Regions from separate parts of the Mus musculus genome. Here regions 2, 3 and 4 are each linked to region 1. The links are chromatin contacts, called in public Hi-C and HiChIP or PLAC-seq maps. All regions are on one chromosome and are shown on one strand. The core of a region is the stretch at or near the end of the contact, and the rest is flanking DNA. Distances in the headings are between cores, read along the strand shown. Region 1 holds the start of Chrm3 (cholinergic receptor, muscarinic 3, cardiac). Region 2 overlaps Chrm3 (cholinergic receptor, muscarinic 3, cardiac). Region 3 overlaps Gm26861 (a long non-coding RNA gene). Region 4 overlaps Chrm3 (cholinergic receptor, muscarinic 3, cardiac).

What was found. Hi-C and Micro-C count contacts between places; a contact is called where the count stands out from the background. HiChIP or PLAC-seq counts read pairs in DNA pulled down with a chosen protein or histone mark.
Region 2: a contact with region 1 is called in a Hi-C map of bone marrow-derived macrophages, with 3 times the contacts expected there. The contact joins the enhancer-like site here to the promoter of Chrm3 in region 1. A contact is called at or near these places in 4 of 484 Hi-C or Micro-C datasets (bone marrow-derived macrophages, cerebellar granule neurons and myeloid progenitors), 1 of 115 datasets of contacts at active chromatin or transcription factors (heart atrium) and 1 of 9 other capture datasets (macrophages).
Region 3: a contact with region 1 is called in an H3K4me3 HiChIP or PLAC-seq map of neural tube, with 4 times the contacts expected there. The contact joins the enhancer-like site here to the promoter of Chrm3 in region 1. A contact is called at or near these places in 1 of 39 promoter capture datasets (embryonic stem cells), 12 of 484 Hi-C or Micro-C datasets (embryonic stem cells, stem cell-derived epiblast-like cells, stem cell-derived neural stem cells and 1 more) and 3 of 115 datasets of contacts at active chromatin or transcription factors (neural progenitor cells, neural tube and stem cell-derived neural progenitor cells).
Region 4: an H3K4me3 HiChIP or PLAC-seq map of bone marrow-derived macrophages shows a contact between it and region 1, with 2.8 times the contacts expected there. The contact joins the enhancer-like site here to the promoter of Chrm3 in region 1. A contact is called at or near these places in 3 of 484 Hi-C or Micro-C datasets (bone marrow-derived macrophages and cortical neurons), 2 of 115 datasets of contacts at active chromatin or transcription factors (bone marrow-derived macrophages and neural progenitor cells) and 2 of 9 other capture datasets (liver and macrophages).

The regions. Positions count from the first base shown.
Region 1 is chr13:10,359,232-10,362,622 of GRCm38.p6, reverse strand. Chrm3 (cholinergic receptor, muscarinic 3, cardiac) reads left to right here and starts at 1,820. Exons shown (of 5, transcript NM_033269.4): 1 at 1,820-2,359. It overlaps Gm26861 (a long non-coding RNA gene), which reads right to left and starts at 3,144. Exons shown (of 7, transcript XR_001780860.2): 1 at 2,687-3,144.
Region 2 is chr13:10,209,220-10,212,727 of GRCm38.p6, reverse strand. All of the region lies in intron 2 of Chrm3 (cholinergic receptor, muscarinic 3, cardiac), which reads left to right. Among named protein-coding and RNA genes, the nearest start is that of Gm26861, 150 kb to the left of the region's middle. Within about 2 kb of position 1,742, at least 12 of the 459 cell types and tissues checked have an H3K27ac peak or open chromatin away from gene starts, as enhancers often do. A contact at or near this core is called in bone marrow-derived macrophages, where this site is marked.
Region 3 is chr13:10,538,538-10,541,983 of GRCm38.p6, reverse strand. All of the region lies in intron 3 of Gm26861 (a long non-coding RNA gene), which reads right to left. It overlaps Gm36525 (a long non-coding RNA gene), which reads left to right. Exons shown (of 7, transcript XR_873123.1): 4 at 399-448; 5 at 1,249-1,437; 6 at 2,147-2,247; 7 at 2,578-2,780. Among named protein-coding and RNA genes, the nearest start is that of Gm36525, 17 kb to the left of the region's middle. Within about 2 kb of position 1,558, at least 9 of the 459 cell types and tissues checked have an H3K27ac peak or open chromatin away from gene starts, as enhancers often do. A contact at or near this core is called in neural tube, where this site is marked.
Region 4 is chr13:10,108,239-10,111,416 of GRCm38.p6, reverse strand. All of the region lies in intron 3 of Chrm3 (cholinergic receptor, muscarinic 3, cardiac), which reads left to right. Among named protein-coding and RNA genes, the nearest start is that of Gm26861, 250 kb to the left of the region's middle. Within about 2 kb of position 1,541, at least 12 of the 459 cell types and tissues checked have an H3K27ac peak or open chromatin away from gene starts, as enhancers often do. A contact at or near this core is called in bone marrow-derived macrophages, where this site is marked.

The DNA of each region.
Region 1 (3,391 bases), core at 571-3,070:
AAAGGGACGGAAACAAGAGTCTGCTATAGGATTACTGCTTCCCACCTCAGCACCCAGCATGCAACTCACCTGAGAGCAGCCACAGGCCTCCTCATTAGAAATTTTCTTTTGACTTGAATTCCCTCTAAGAGCAATTTAGTTGTGTTTCCCTTAAGGACTGTTCTACCCAGGAAAGACAGTCATGAAAGGAAGTGCCGTACTAACTATTCTATATTCCTTGACAAAATTTCCATATCACATCTCTCTCTTCTGTTTTCCTTCTTGCTCTAAATAGAACCAAAAATAATGTTGCTTCTTTTTAAACTGTGAAGTTTTGTTTCCTGTTGTGCACACCTGTACTCCTTCTCTCTTATTCCTCTGACCTCCTGCTTCAGCCTTACCTCTCTCTCTCCTTTCTTCCTTCTTTGCAGTCCCCCTTGTCTCTTCTTCCCAAAGACACTGTTGCATTGGTCCACTCTTATTTATTTATTTAGAGATAGGCTGTCTGTATGGCCCAAGCTAAACTTGAACTCATGGGCCATCCTGTCGCAGACTGCCAAATCCTAGGGTTACAGGCGTGTGCTTTTATAAGAATGTTATATCATCATTTTTATCTGTGTTTAGGAAAAGCCACATACTGCTGCAGCAGCAGCCTCCTTAGTATCTAGTACTTTGTTAGAGCTCGCTACTCTGTCCTTATTTAGTTACTTGACATTAGTCTATAGTAAGTAATCCCCCTTTCTCCCAGCTTCACATTCCTCTGGAGTTGTATATGAATTTAAAAGCCTGGCTAGGTTTGCCAGAAATCCCACCACATGGGAAGAGGGGGGAAGAAAGATCAAGATGGGAGTTCAAAGCAGACCCCAGGGAAGAGGAGGGCTAGAGAAGCAAGAAACAAGGAAAGAAGGAAAGAGGGAGGGAGAGAGAGAGGAAGAGCAGGAAGGGTCAGGGATAAAGAAAAAGAAACAAAGAGAGGAAGGAAGGAAGAAGGGAGAGGAAGGTAGAGAGAGAGAGAGAGGGAGGGAGGGAGAGAGAGAGAGAGAGAGAGAGAGAGAGAGAGAGAGAGAGAGAGAGAGAGAGAGAGAGAGACTAGTGAGACTGTGGTTTAATTTTCCTGGCTGAAAAAAAAAAGTGTGCACACATGTGCATATGCACGCAGACGCGTTCTTTTCAGCAGTGCTTCTCTAATTTCTCCTAAAGTGTAAACTTCTGGGGAGCAAAGCTGCCCTGTCCTCTGCTACTTCGCTCTGCATAAACAAACGCTCTTTAAATCTCAAATCGTACACGCACCATACTGTCCCCTTGAGAAAGGTTGCCAGCCGGCTCCTTTATTTTCTGGAGCTGAGGTTCACTTGTCCATAAGTTCAGTCCAAGAAATCGCATTCTTCATACCCTTCTAAGCAATTGAAGGAAACCCACTTCAGACTTCAAATGGAACACGGAAACATCTGATCAACATCAACCCTTGAAACACTGAGCGCAAATAGGGAGCACGTGAGGCCACGCTGGGTGGGTGGAAACTCCTCGCCCAGGTTCTGTGCCCGGCCTCTAGCGATCCTATCCGAAAAGTACCCAGGATCTCCCTGGGCTGGTTTCCCTCGCCCCTGCCAGGCGGAGAATACAGCCAAGCCAGCACGCGGGGAGAAGCGAGGAGCCCGCGGTGCCACTGGGCATGCTCAGAAACAGAGCAGGTTTAGGGCTCCAGCAGGCAGCTAGTGAGTTACACTGAAAGAAGAAGGACTAGGAGGAGGAGGAAGGGGAGGAGGACGAGGGCAGCAGTAGCCACGATCGCCACCACCAGGCAGAGGAAGAGTTCATGAGGAGGGACAGATCTCCTCCCACTTGGAGCGCCTTCTGTCTGCTTTTGGAGAAAAGAATAAAACATATACAAAGAGGCAGAGAAAAGGAATGAGAAGTGAGAGAGCAGGAGGGTAAAAAAAAAAAAAATTAAGGCGAGATCAGAGAGGGCTGGGGTGGGCAGGGGCGCGCAGGACGCGGGGGCGGACTAACCGAGCCCCAGTGCGGTCGCCCGGGCAGGTGCCACGGCTGCTGCCGAGAGGCGGCATGTGACGCGCGGCCGCAGCTGCCCGCGGGCGGAGCGCGCTCGGACCCGGGAGCGCAACCGCGGGCCAAGTCGGCTGCAGCCGGGAGCCCCGCACTCGCGACCGGCCGGGAGGAGCCCGCAGCTGCGCTTGCACCCAGAAGCCGGGCGATGCAGACAAGGGCGGCTCCGAGGCACGAGCGAACCTGAGGACAGTCGCTGTCTCCGAACTCCCTGCTGCGAGAGACCGAGGTTCGGTAGAGCGGACTGGACAGTCCGGGAGATTCGGGGAGGCGCGGAGGACTGGAGTGGGACAGCCACCTGGAGCACGGCTGCCAGGTAAGGACGTGCGCTGCTCGCTACCGCGCAGTGCAGAGAGGCTAGCAGCGAACCTGACCCGGTTTCTTGCCTTATCTGGTGGTGAAATAAGGGGAAAAGTTTTCTGCCTCCGTAGGAAATTTGTTTGCTGGTGGAGTTTAAAGGAAGGACTGAGGAGGGACGAAGAGAGGTGGTTTTGTCAATCTAGGGGAACAGGAACTGGATATCTGTCTGGTGAGGAGTTGGAGCGCAGGGACGAAGGGTGGAGAATGCGGAGGTGGCACCCGAGCGCCTGGGAAAGACAGGGGCAGGCGGTCAGTGGCCAAGAGAGCACCCCTGTCAGCTCACCCGGATCCCTTGGGCTTCTTTTTTCTCTCTCATAGGCAGGATCCAAAAGCGAAGAAGGGAGCGCCAGAGCTGTTTGTCTGGGCTCCTGTGTGCTGGGTCCTCTGTGGGCCTTTCAATACCGTTTTAATTTTTTTTTAGGAAAGCTAAGTCAGATCCCTGCCAACCTTGCAGCGAGGGACGACTCTTGGGGTCACTTTTCTGGAGCGAAAAGGCGGTTTTCATTCCACGCCTGGTGACCTGGGAGAGGGTACTGCGCCAGGGCGCGAGTCTACTCTGGCTCAGCCAGAGCTGCTAAACTATACCGGATCTCTTCTCCGGAGTCTTCCCGCTCCTTTCTGGCACAACCTCGTTTCTGTGCGCAGCTTGTTTCTATGTGGTGGTTTTTAAACCGCTGAGGTCAGGGAGATGGTTGACCCAAAGGGGTAGAATTCACTTGTCCACTCCACGCTTTGAGTATTGGAATTGTGACGCTGCCTTGTCTGCCGGTGTGTGAGACTCTCCTTGCACGCAAGGGTTGGAAGTAAGAGAGGAAAGGAGCATTGGGGACTCGCATCCATATGGATGCATTTTTCAAAACCGCAGACCTTGTTTTGTGGATAAGTGTTTTGAACCTGTCTGAAGTCTGTAAGCATATATGCCACCATCCACCCACCCGACTCCACTGATATTCTTGACAGGGTTTTGAAAGGGTGGCAGACTCTGCTG
Region 2 (3,508 bases), core at 493-2,992, 150 kb after region 1:
ATTCTCTTTCAAGCCACTGCACAAACATCTGATAGTTTTACTCTCTGTGTGTATCTTCAATAGCCAAACCCTCTTTGTTTTGAAGATACAGACGTATTTCCAGTAGAGATAAGAAGTGTTTTTTTATACACATAGTGAGATAAACCTCACATGTACCCAATATGAGTCCTTGACCAGCACCCCACACAATCCAACATTTTCAAATCTTCAATCAGTGAACATGGATGGTAAACTAATCCATGTCCTCTGACCTAGAAGGCCTTCCCCTTCTCTTCTACCTTGATTATGTCTCATCACACTTAACATTCTGATCAAAAATGCCTTGTGAAAGAGTTCCGAGTCACCTGAGTCAGTCCCTTTGTTTATTTTACTATCTAGTAGATAAAATGGAATAATGCACTCTTTGTATGTTTGTCCTGCTGTAATAAGTAACCCAGAGTAGAGCCATTCACAGTGTAGGGGGAGCAGGGGAAGGGGGAGGGGATAGGGGATTTTTGGAGGGGAAACTAGGAGAGGGGATAACATTTGAAATGTAAATAAAGAAAATATCTAATAATAAAAGGAAAAAAGGAGGGGATTCGTTAGTTTTGTACCTAGAAATTTCCAAGACATCTACCAATGTTCCTTTACCAACACTACCTTTCTTTCTCCTTATGCTTACTGGACCACTAATATAACCCTCCCCCACCCCTGCAAGACTCTTTCCCATCACTTTCCCTTTAAAATCCTTTCCATAAGTCTATGGGTTTTATAGTCTGTGAAAAGGTCTTATTAACTAAGCACTCTATCTCCATATTCTCAGTCTAGTAGAAAGGCACTAATAAATAGCAAAAGCTCTGGACTGGGTCATGATTGTAGAGTTTCATCCCTATTAGATGATATCTAAAGCAAGTATTCCATAAGGGCTTCCCACAGGATTTTTCAACAATCACTTGAAAACTCATTCTAATATTTTTGATTAGTAATGACTTGAGTTTCTGTTAAATTTGACCACATAAAGCACAAGTCTCCTAACTACTTCATTATTAAATCAAAAATATTTTTGTTGGATTCCAACAATGCCCTGTTTAGCCACTATATCAGACTTAATATTGAAATTTTGAAGAGCTGATTTTAGATGTGAAATGTCACTCATGACCTTTCAGGAAAGTATAAAGATAATTTCAGAGGGGTGTAATGGTTTTGCCACAAAAAAAAAAAAATAGAGGTTTCTGATGTCTGTAGGACGATGACCAACCTTTCTTCTATCTGGATTGATTCAATTGGTAGCACATCATTAGAGTACCAGGGAACCTGTACCAGATCAGGGTGTTTTTCTTATAAAAGATTTCTACAAAGGCAGGGGTGATAGCACAGTAGAGGAAATCACAAGAACCCAAGTTTGAATCCCCATCCCTGCTAGCTACCTAGGAAGGCAGCTGTGGTCACATACTTGCCTGTAGCCTGTAACATCAGGCCTGCAGGTTCTGAAACAGGATTGCTAAGGCTGCAAGCAAGTCTCAGCAATCCAGTTCAGTGAGAGTCTGTCTTATGGAATAATGCAGAGACTGATGGAACAGAACACCCCCAGTGCACTAGAAGATACACATCTGCATAGGACTACAGTCAGTGCACTTGTAAAACACACCCCAAAACTGTTTCTAACTTTAAATAGACATGAAACCAACATAGTGGGGGCTCTCTTTGTGGTGACTAATTCTGTGGAGAGCTAAGTAGACATTGGACAAGAGGCTATTTATAGGAAACTAATTTAAAGTAGAAACAAAGAGTTGTGAGAAATGAGGATATCCTGCATTTAAAGAAGTAGAAGTAGAAGTAGAAGTAGAAGTAGAAGTAGAAGTAGAAGTAGAAGTAGAAGTAGAAGTAGAAGTAGAAGTAGAAGTAAAAGTAAAAGTAGAAGAAGTAGAGGAGGAGGAGGAGGAAGAAAAGAAGAATGTTGGAGTAATTTACTATTCTGGGACATCCAGCTGCTGTTTGAGCTAAAGCATTCCTCTTTAGCATGAGCATGGTAATAGACAGGAAATAGATCAAAACCATGGTAAGCTTCCTGGAAGCCAGCTCTGCAAAGATTTAATAGCGGGGGGGGGGGAGGGAGAATGAGTGTGTGTGTGTGTGTGTGTGTGTGTCTGTGTGTGTGTGTGTGTGTGTTGAGCTATGAGCTAAATTCTTAGCAGTCTTTAATATTTCTCACTTTACTCAATTGGACTGAAGAATTACAAATTGAATAAGCTTGCCAGAAAGTGGATCTCTGCCCACATTATGAAGAGCAGATAAAGCAAATTGAAATCAGAGTTTAAAATTAATTTTGCAAAATAATGACCATTTTAGTTAAACATTGAAAAATAAGCCAGAAGTCTAATGTCAAGTAGAATTTTTTTTAAATTAGGTATTTTCTTCATTTACATTTCCAATGCTATCCCAAAAGTCCCCCAAACCCTCCCCCCTCAACTTCCTTACCCACCCACTCCCACTTCATGGCCCTGGTGTTCCCCTGTACTGAGGCATATAAAGTTTGCCAGACCAAGGGGCCTCTTTTCCCAATGATGGCCAACTAGGCCATCTTCTGCTACATATGCAGCTAGAGTCAAGAGCTCCGGGGGGGGGGGGGTACTGGTTAGTTCATATTGTTGTTCCACCTATAGGGTTGCAGATCCCTTTAGCTCCTTGGGTGCTTTCTCTAGCTCCTCCATTGGGGCCCCTGTGTTCCATCCAATAGCTGACTGTGAGCATCTACTTCTGTGTTTGCCAGGCACCGGCATAGTCTCACAAGAGACAGCTATATCAGGGTCCTTTCAGCAAAATCTTGCTGGTGTATATAATGGTGTCAGCGTTTGGAGGCTGATTATGGGATGGATACCCAGGTGTGGCAGTCTCTCCATCCTTTCGTCTCAGCTCCAAACTTTGTCTCTGTAACTCCTACCATGGGTGTTTTGTTCCCAATTCTAAGAAGGGGCAAAGTGTCCACACTTTGGTCTTCGTTCTTCTTGAGTTTCATGTGTTTTGCAAATTGTATCTTATATCTTGGGAATTCTATGTTTCTGGGCTAATATCCACTTATCAGTGAGTACATATCATGTGAGTTCTTTTGTGATTGGGTTACCTCACTCAGGATGATGCCCTCCAGGTCCATCCATTTGCCTAGGAATTTCATAAATTCATTCTTTTTAATAGCTGAGTAGTACTCCATTGTATAAATGTACCACATTTTCTGTATCCATTCCTCTGTTGAGGGACATCTAAGTTCTTTCCAGCTTCTGGCTATTATAAATAAGGCTGCTATGAACATAGTGGAGCATGTGTCCTTCTTACCAGTTGGGACATCTTCTGGATATATGCCCAGGAGAGGTATTGCTGGATCCTCCATTAGTACTATGTCCAATTTTCTGAGGATCTGCCAGACTGATTTCCAGAGTGGTTGTACAAGCTTGCAATCCCACCAACAATGGAGGAGTGTTCCTCTTTCTCCACATCCTCAAATGTGGACTACAAAAGCTACACAGCTTCTGGG
Region 3 (3,446 bases), core at 309-2,808, 180 kb before region 1:
TTACAGATTCTCCTCCTTCTCCTCCCAGCCCCTCCCCTCCCATCCAAATCCACCTGCTTTCTGTCTCTCACTAGAAACCAAATAGGAACCTAAATAGATAATAAGGAAATAAAATAAGAGGAAACAAAAGCCAGTGCATCCGAATAGAACAAAGCAAACAGAAGAAAGGGGGGCCAAGGGAGGGCACAGGAAACATAAACACAGAGACCCACCCACTGGCATATTCAGGAATCCTATGAAAACATAATATGTGTGCTAGAACGCTCTGCCTCCTCTTCTGCAGAGTTCCATGAGCCCTGATAGAGAGATTTGATGGAAACATTGGTTTAGAGCTGAACATTTCTGAGGTCTCTCATTCTCTGTATAACATCCGTCCATGGGTACATTTTTTTTTTCAGCTGCTGAAGGAGGAAGCTTCTATGACAGCTGCTAGGCAAGGCACTGATCTGTGAGTATAGCTTTAGGAGTCAACTCCATTGCTACTTATATTTTATTTATTTATTTTAGAGCAGTAGCACTTGGTAATACCTTACATCCTTGGGCTTCTAGTCTCAAGTTTTTGGTCACCCAAGCAATGTCAGATATGGGTTCTATCTCATGGAGTGAGCCTTAAGTCGAATCAGATATTTTTCGTCAAACTCTTAATGTTTCACACAAAGCTGAAACAACTGTGAAAGACTCAGTAGATGATTTTGAGCCTATGCTGGACAATGAAAAATGTCTCAAGCTCTTTAACACAATAAATGGTCTTACATCTTTATGATCAATAATGGTGACCAGAAAATAAGGACAAAAAATCATCCTGCTAATGTCTATGGAAAAGCTAGCCGAAGATTTTTTTTTAACCATGGTTTTCTTGTCTGTTCTATTCCTCTAATAAGGACAGAAATGCCCAAACTCTTCTCTTAACTATGCCCTCAGTAAAATTATAATAGCACCAATGATTTCACTTTTAGATATTTACAAATATTCTCTCTCCCACATAGAATGCTCCAAGAAAATCTGCTATCACCAAACAGTTGTCTCGTGCTCTGGACCTTAGCCATCTGTGAAATTTTACTATGGGCCCCTTAGAGGGACCATCCTGTGAGGCACTATTGCAGTTGATCTTCCTACACTGTCCCTTTTGTCAGCCTGAAGCCATTAAGACAGGTCCATGCCCACAAACCCTTAAGAGCAGGTTGTCTGAGAGGGGGACCAATCACAGGCTGCGGTACATCTAACTCATCCCTCCTCTTGCTGCTCCAGGCGTGCTTTCAGTACTCAGAACTCGGCCATCTGGACTGAAGCCTTCTCTGCACCAATTATCACCTCTGCCCCATCAGCTCTCTCTCAAAATGCCTTCAGGAAATTTCAGATCAGCTGACCATCTGTCAGGACCAACTCGATCTTTTGGCTGCTGCCGTTCTGTAGAACTAGACCTGACTACTGCTCAGGGTGAGACTTGTACCTGCCTCCATAACTGTTGCTGTTTCTGCACCGAAGGATTTTAGCTGGTTTGAAATGGGTCCCAAAGACACAGGGACCAGACAAACAATTCACCCTCCTATGTATGACCTTTGCATTCTCTCCCACTCTGGCTCCGCCCCCTGGTCACTTCCTCCTTCCTTCTTAACCAGACTCTTGCGTTTTTCCTCTGTGTTTTCAATGTTTCACATACTGTACTTCCCCTTACACCTGAACAGAATGTTCCACATACAATCTCCTGACTCTCACTGTACAACAGCTTCATTTATTCCTCATACAAACAAAACAAAACAAACAAAAACTGATAAAAAACAACAAACAAACAAACCCTCTCAAATGCTATGGAGAAAGTCTGGTTGCTAAGGACCTTTATCTCTTTGACCTGGGGTGAGATATAATTCTTTACCTGGGTCCTCTATTTTTCTCCTGTTCCCTTCCTTTAATGCTCCGTAGTTCCGACACTTCTCCTGACTCACTTTGGTGCTGTACTCCTGGCAGGAGGACTAGTCACTCACACCCTCAATCAACGCCACACTTACTTCTTCTCACCCGCGCTCGCTCCCTACCTCTGCCTCTCCTGTCTCTCTGCTCTTTCCCCTCCTCTCCACCTTGTTTTGCTCTGTGACCAAATTATCTGTTTCCATACCTTTACTAATTATTTCTCAAATGTTTCTCCAAGGATACGTGACAGCAATGGTGTGATCCATCACAGAAGGTCAAGTTAAAACTCTCCTCCTAATAAAAGACCAGAGGACCCCCTCTTCCTGACCCCCTGAACAGGTATACCTCCTCCTTATAAAGACCCTTCTCAGCAAAAAAAAGGCTATGAGAAGATCGACGCTTCCACTCCATTTTATAACTTTTATAGGGTTTGGAACTATAAAGAGCATCTATTGTAAAAATAGAGTTCTTATGAGGTTATAACTGCCCTTGCTCAAACCATTATCAGCATGTCAGCCTGTCTCCCAAGATAGCCTGCCTTAACAGAGCAGACGCTACAAGGAGGGAGAAACTGTAAGCTTACACATAGGCAGTCCCGGCCATTGTATTTAACTTCTCATTCCGCAAACCTCCTATGCATACTCCAGACTTCCTCTTTCCCTTTCGCAGGCATCCCTTTCCTGTGGGAGAGTGTCTCTTCTTCACTGTTTTGAAGTGAACAGTGCCTTCTGCTGAAATCACACTGGTCACTTTCTGCCTTCTGCCTCTCTAGGCTGTCTGAGGCATCTAACTGTTTCAAAGCCACTGCATATCCAGTTCCGCGCACTTCATCTTGATCTTTCCACTCATGGTTTTAAAGATTTTATTTTAAATTATCTGTGTATGTGTGGTCTGTATGGGTATGTGCACCTAAGTGCAGTTGCAGACAGCGGCCAGGAGGGGGTGACAGATACTCTTCTACTGATGCTAAAGGTGCTTGTGAGCCACCTGACCGGCTTCCTGAGAACTGAATGTGAGTCCTCTGAAAGAGAGCAACTGCTCTTAACTGTGTGTCATCTCCCCAGCTGTCATGGCTTTAAAGCTACATCTTAGAGTTTCTATTGTATAGGCAAAATACCATTAGACACAAAAAACTTTCTGCCAAGACACTGTGAATTGAACCCAGATTTCAAAAGTTATCTGACAAGCAAATATTTTTAAATGCAACGTAGGTATTTTTTAATCTAAAATAAATATGTGCACATTTATTTGGATATTTTATAATTCAAAAAATAATTGTTCATAAAATTTAGGTTTAGGTGAACTTAAGACAAACTTCTAGCATTTACAACTTAATACAGAGGCCTCATGGAATTGTGGAACATTTTCTCAGCATTTTACAGCTTTCTTGCTATCTCCTTTGCTGACACATTTTTTTTCCCCCTCAGGAAGTCTCCATGATGGGTTCATTCCCCAGATGTCAACACAATTTTCATAGAACTACTAATTATTTTAATTTCCCTGATTCAAGAGTCACTTTAATAATCTGACTGCAATAA
Region 4 (3,178 bases), core at 292-2,791, 250 kb after region 1:
AAGGATGGGTAGAAAGGCAATAAATATTTTATTTTAAATATTTTTATTTTAATTTTTTACACTATAATAAAAGTAGATCATTCTTCTATTTTCCCCCCAAGCCTTCTATGCACAACTGCCACCATTGTCACCATCACCAATGACTGTTCTCTTTCAATATCATAGCTCCTTTTTCATTAATTGTTCTTACATCACTTCAAAACATATAATGTATTTTAAAATACTATTTGAAAGAAAATCGGGATAAATAAGCAGATACTTGAATACTCTGTGTGTGTGTGCACACGCGCACGCGCGCGTGCTTTAATTTATCCTGTTACATGGCTCTCTGCACTATTATAACTCATGTGAAATAGGTTTTTCATTTTCTCTGATTATGTACATCTACCTCATTTATATTTTTAAATAATTTCTAAAATGTGAATTTGATATTTTATTGAAACTCATATCAATAAGTTGCTGAATAATGTTTCGGTTAAAGGTCAAGTTTTTGCTTTCTCTTGCATTACTGTTAATTATAATTTTTTTAAGACACTTTGGAAAGTAATCATGTTCTACAGCTAAAAAAAATGAAATAAACGATCAACATATATAATGAAAAAAAAAAAGATTACGCTTAAAGGAACATTGCTGTCCCATTTTCTTGTTTCCAGGAGTTGCATGGTCACTTGATGATTTTGAACTGGAAATTGAGCTGTTATTTTGGAATATTGATCTGACAGCTGTCAAAGAGATGAAGCAGAAATTAGTAAGGAGTCAGAAAAAATGAGTTAGTATCAGTGGACCAAGGGAAAGTAATAGTCTCTGGGTTGGATTTGTAATATGATTTCTCTTATTCACGATTTTGTTTCCCAAATTTCTGTTACCTACAGACAACTAATTAATCAATCAATCAAGAAGATATTAAATGGAAAATTCCACAAGTAAACAACTCACAAGTTGTAAATCAGTTGTAAATTGTACCTTTTCCTAAGCAGGGTTATGAGGTCTCCCGTGATTTTAGTCAGTCCCACTTAGGACATGATCTATCTTTTTCTTCTCAGGATCCATGCCATATGCGCTACATGCTTGTTAATACTTAGCCCTTCAGTTTATCAGACTGACTATCATGGCTTGGCAGTACTTTGTTCAAATGACCCTTACTTTATTTAGTAATAGGTCGGGAGAGCAGAAGTAGCAGAGCAAAGAAGACGCCCAGGCACAAAGCACTGGAAGACAGAGTAACTTGAATGCTATGTGAAATGCTTCAGGACATAGAAGAAAATACATATCGCCTATACAGTTTCGTATTGTGATTAATTTTTTTCACATATCTGCTTATGCTGTGAGCACATCGCATGGATGACCTCTGACCCCTGTACTGGGGATGTAAATGCAAGGCATCGGTTAGCAATCCCTCTCTGACAGGCTCACATCCACGCCTGCATGTCAGAAAGAAGTCTGAGTGTCAGAGGAAAATAAGACTCACCCTGCTTCTCTCACTGGGCATTGCTCTTGCCAAGTTCCATCTTTGGTTATATTTTTATTAAAAGTGATTTGAGTTCCTTGTTCTATTTTTATGCTCCTGGAGAGGGGAAGAGAAAAAGGAAGAGTTCTATTCATGTGTCATAGTTCTAGACTTATAGTAGTTTGCTAATTATAAGTTCCATTGTCTTGGTCTCAAAAGGAATCCACGGGGTGAACTAAGTATAGTCAGGAGTCCTAGACCCCAGTGATTACACAGCTGTGAACTGTGCAGCCAGAATGTCAGCCAGCCTTAGTATTTTTGCATGCCAAAGGGCCAAGCAGAATCATGTCAAACTGTTTCTTGTTTTGTCACAAAAACAACTTTTTTTTGGGGGGGGGGGAGATCTAACAATAGAGCTCAAGGTTACTTCCTTATAAACTTTAGTCTCTTTCTTGACCTCACAGACTGAACTGGGATTTTTTTTTTTCCAATCTGTAGAATAGGAGATAATCTTACTTTTATCTATTCCTGCCTTTCTAGCAGATTTTTTGAGTTCCATGATTTCAAGATACTTTTTTTTTCTTTTTCTTTTCTTTTGGTTTTCCCAGACCAGGGTTCTCTGTATAAGCCTAACTGTCCTGGAACCCATTCTGTAGAACAAGTTGGCCTCAAACTTAAGAGATCTGCCTGCCTCTGACTGGAATGACTGGATTATAGGTGTGCACCACCACTGCCCAGTCAAGATGTTTTGAAGAGACCAAAATTAAATACTCTTTGTATGTCTTGTGTATATGGTAAAGGGATGGCTCTCTGATGTGTAGTTCTCTAAGCCAGAGATTGGCTGTCTTCTTGTTCTCTTCCACCCTGGTGTCCATCTGCTTTTCTTTCATCTAAAGTTAGTTTATTGATCTGTATGATCATGCAGGCCAAAATAATATTCACTCAATCTTGAAACACTTCTCTAGGTCCATATTCTACAGGCTTTACAAGTAATATGAAATAAGCAATTGACCTCGTGTCAATTACCCTTTGGCAGAAATTAATATTAAGGGCTGGAAAGGCAGCTCAATGGAAGAATGCTTTCCTGGCATTCACAAGTAACTGAATTCCATCCTCAGCATATCATGTAAAAAGGTAAGTAGATATGTATATGGTAGGTAGATAGATGAATGGATGCATAGCTAGATGACAGATAGATAGATGACAATAGCTAGATGATAAATAGATGATAGATAGATAGATAGATAGATAGATAGATAGATAGATAGATAGATAGATAGATGACAATAGCTAGATGATAAATAGATGGTGGATAGATAGATGATAGATAATAGGTAGATGATAGATAGATACATAATAGATACATAGACAAATCAGACAAATCTTTTGTTTTGTTTTGCTTTTTGAGTTTTTTTGCTTTGGTTTGTTTGTTTATTTTGTTTTGGTTTTTTGAGACAGGGTTTCTCTGTGTAGCCCTGGCTGTCCTGGAACTCACTATGTAGACCAAGCTGGCCTCGAACTCAGAAATCTGCCTGCCTCTGCCTCTGCCTCCCAACTGCTGGGATTAAAGGTGTGTGCCACCACTGCCCAGCTCAGACAGACAAATCTATAGCAAATGAATAGCACAATGAAAAGGAACTAAAAAATTGGCATTAGGATTATTGGTAATATTTTAAATTTCATCATTTTTTCACATTGTCCATAGTGTATTTTAAAAGCTAGCATTAAATT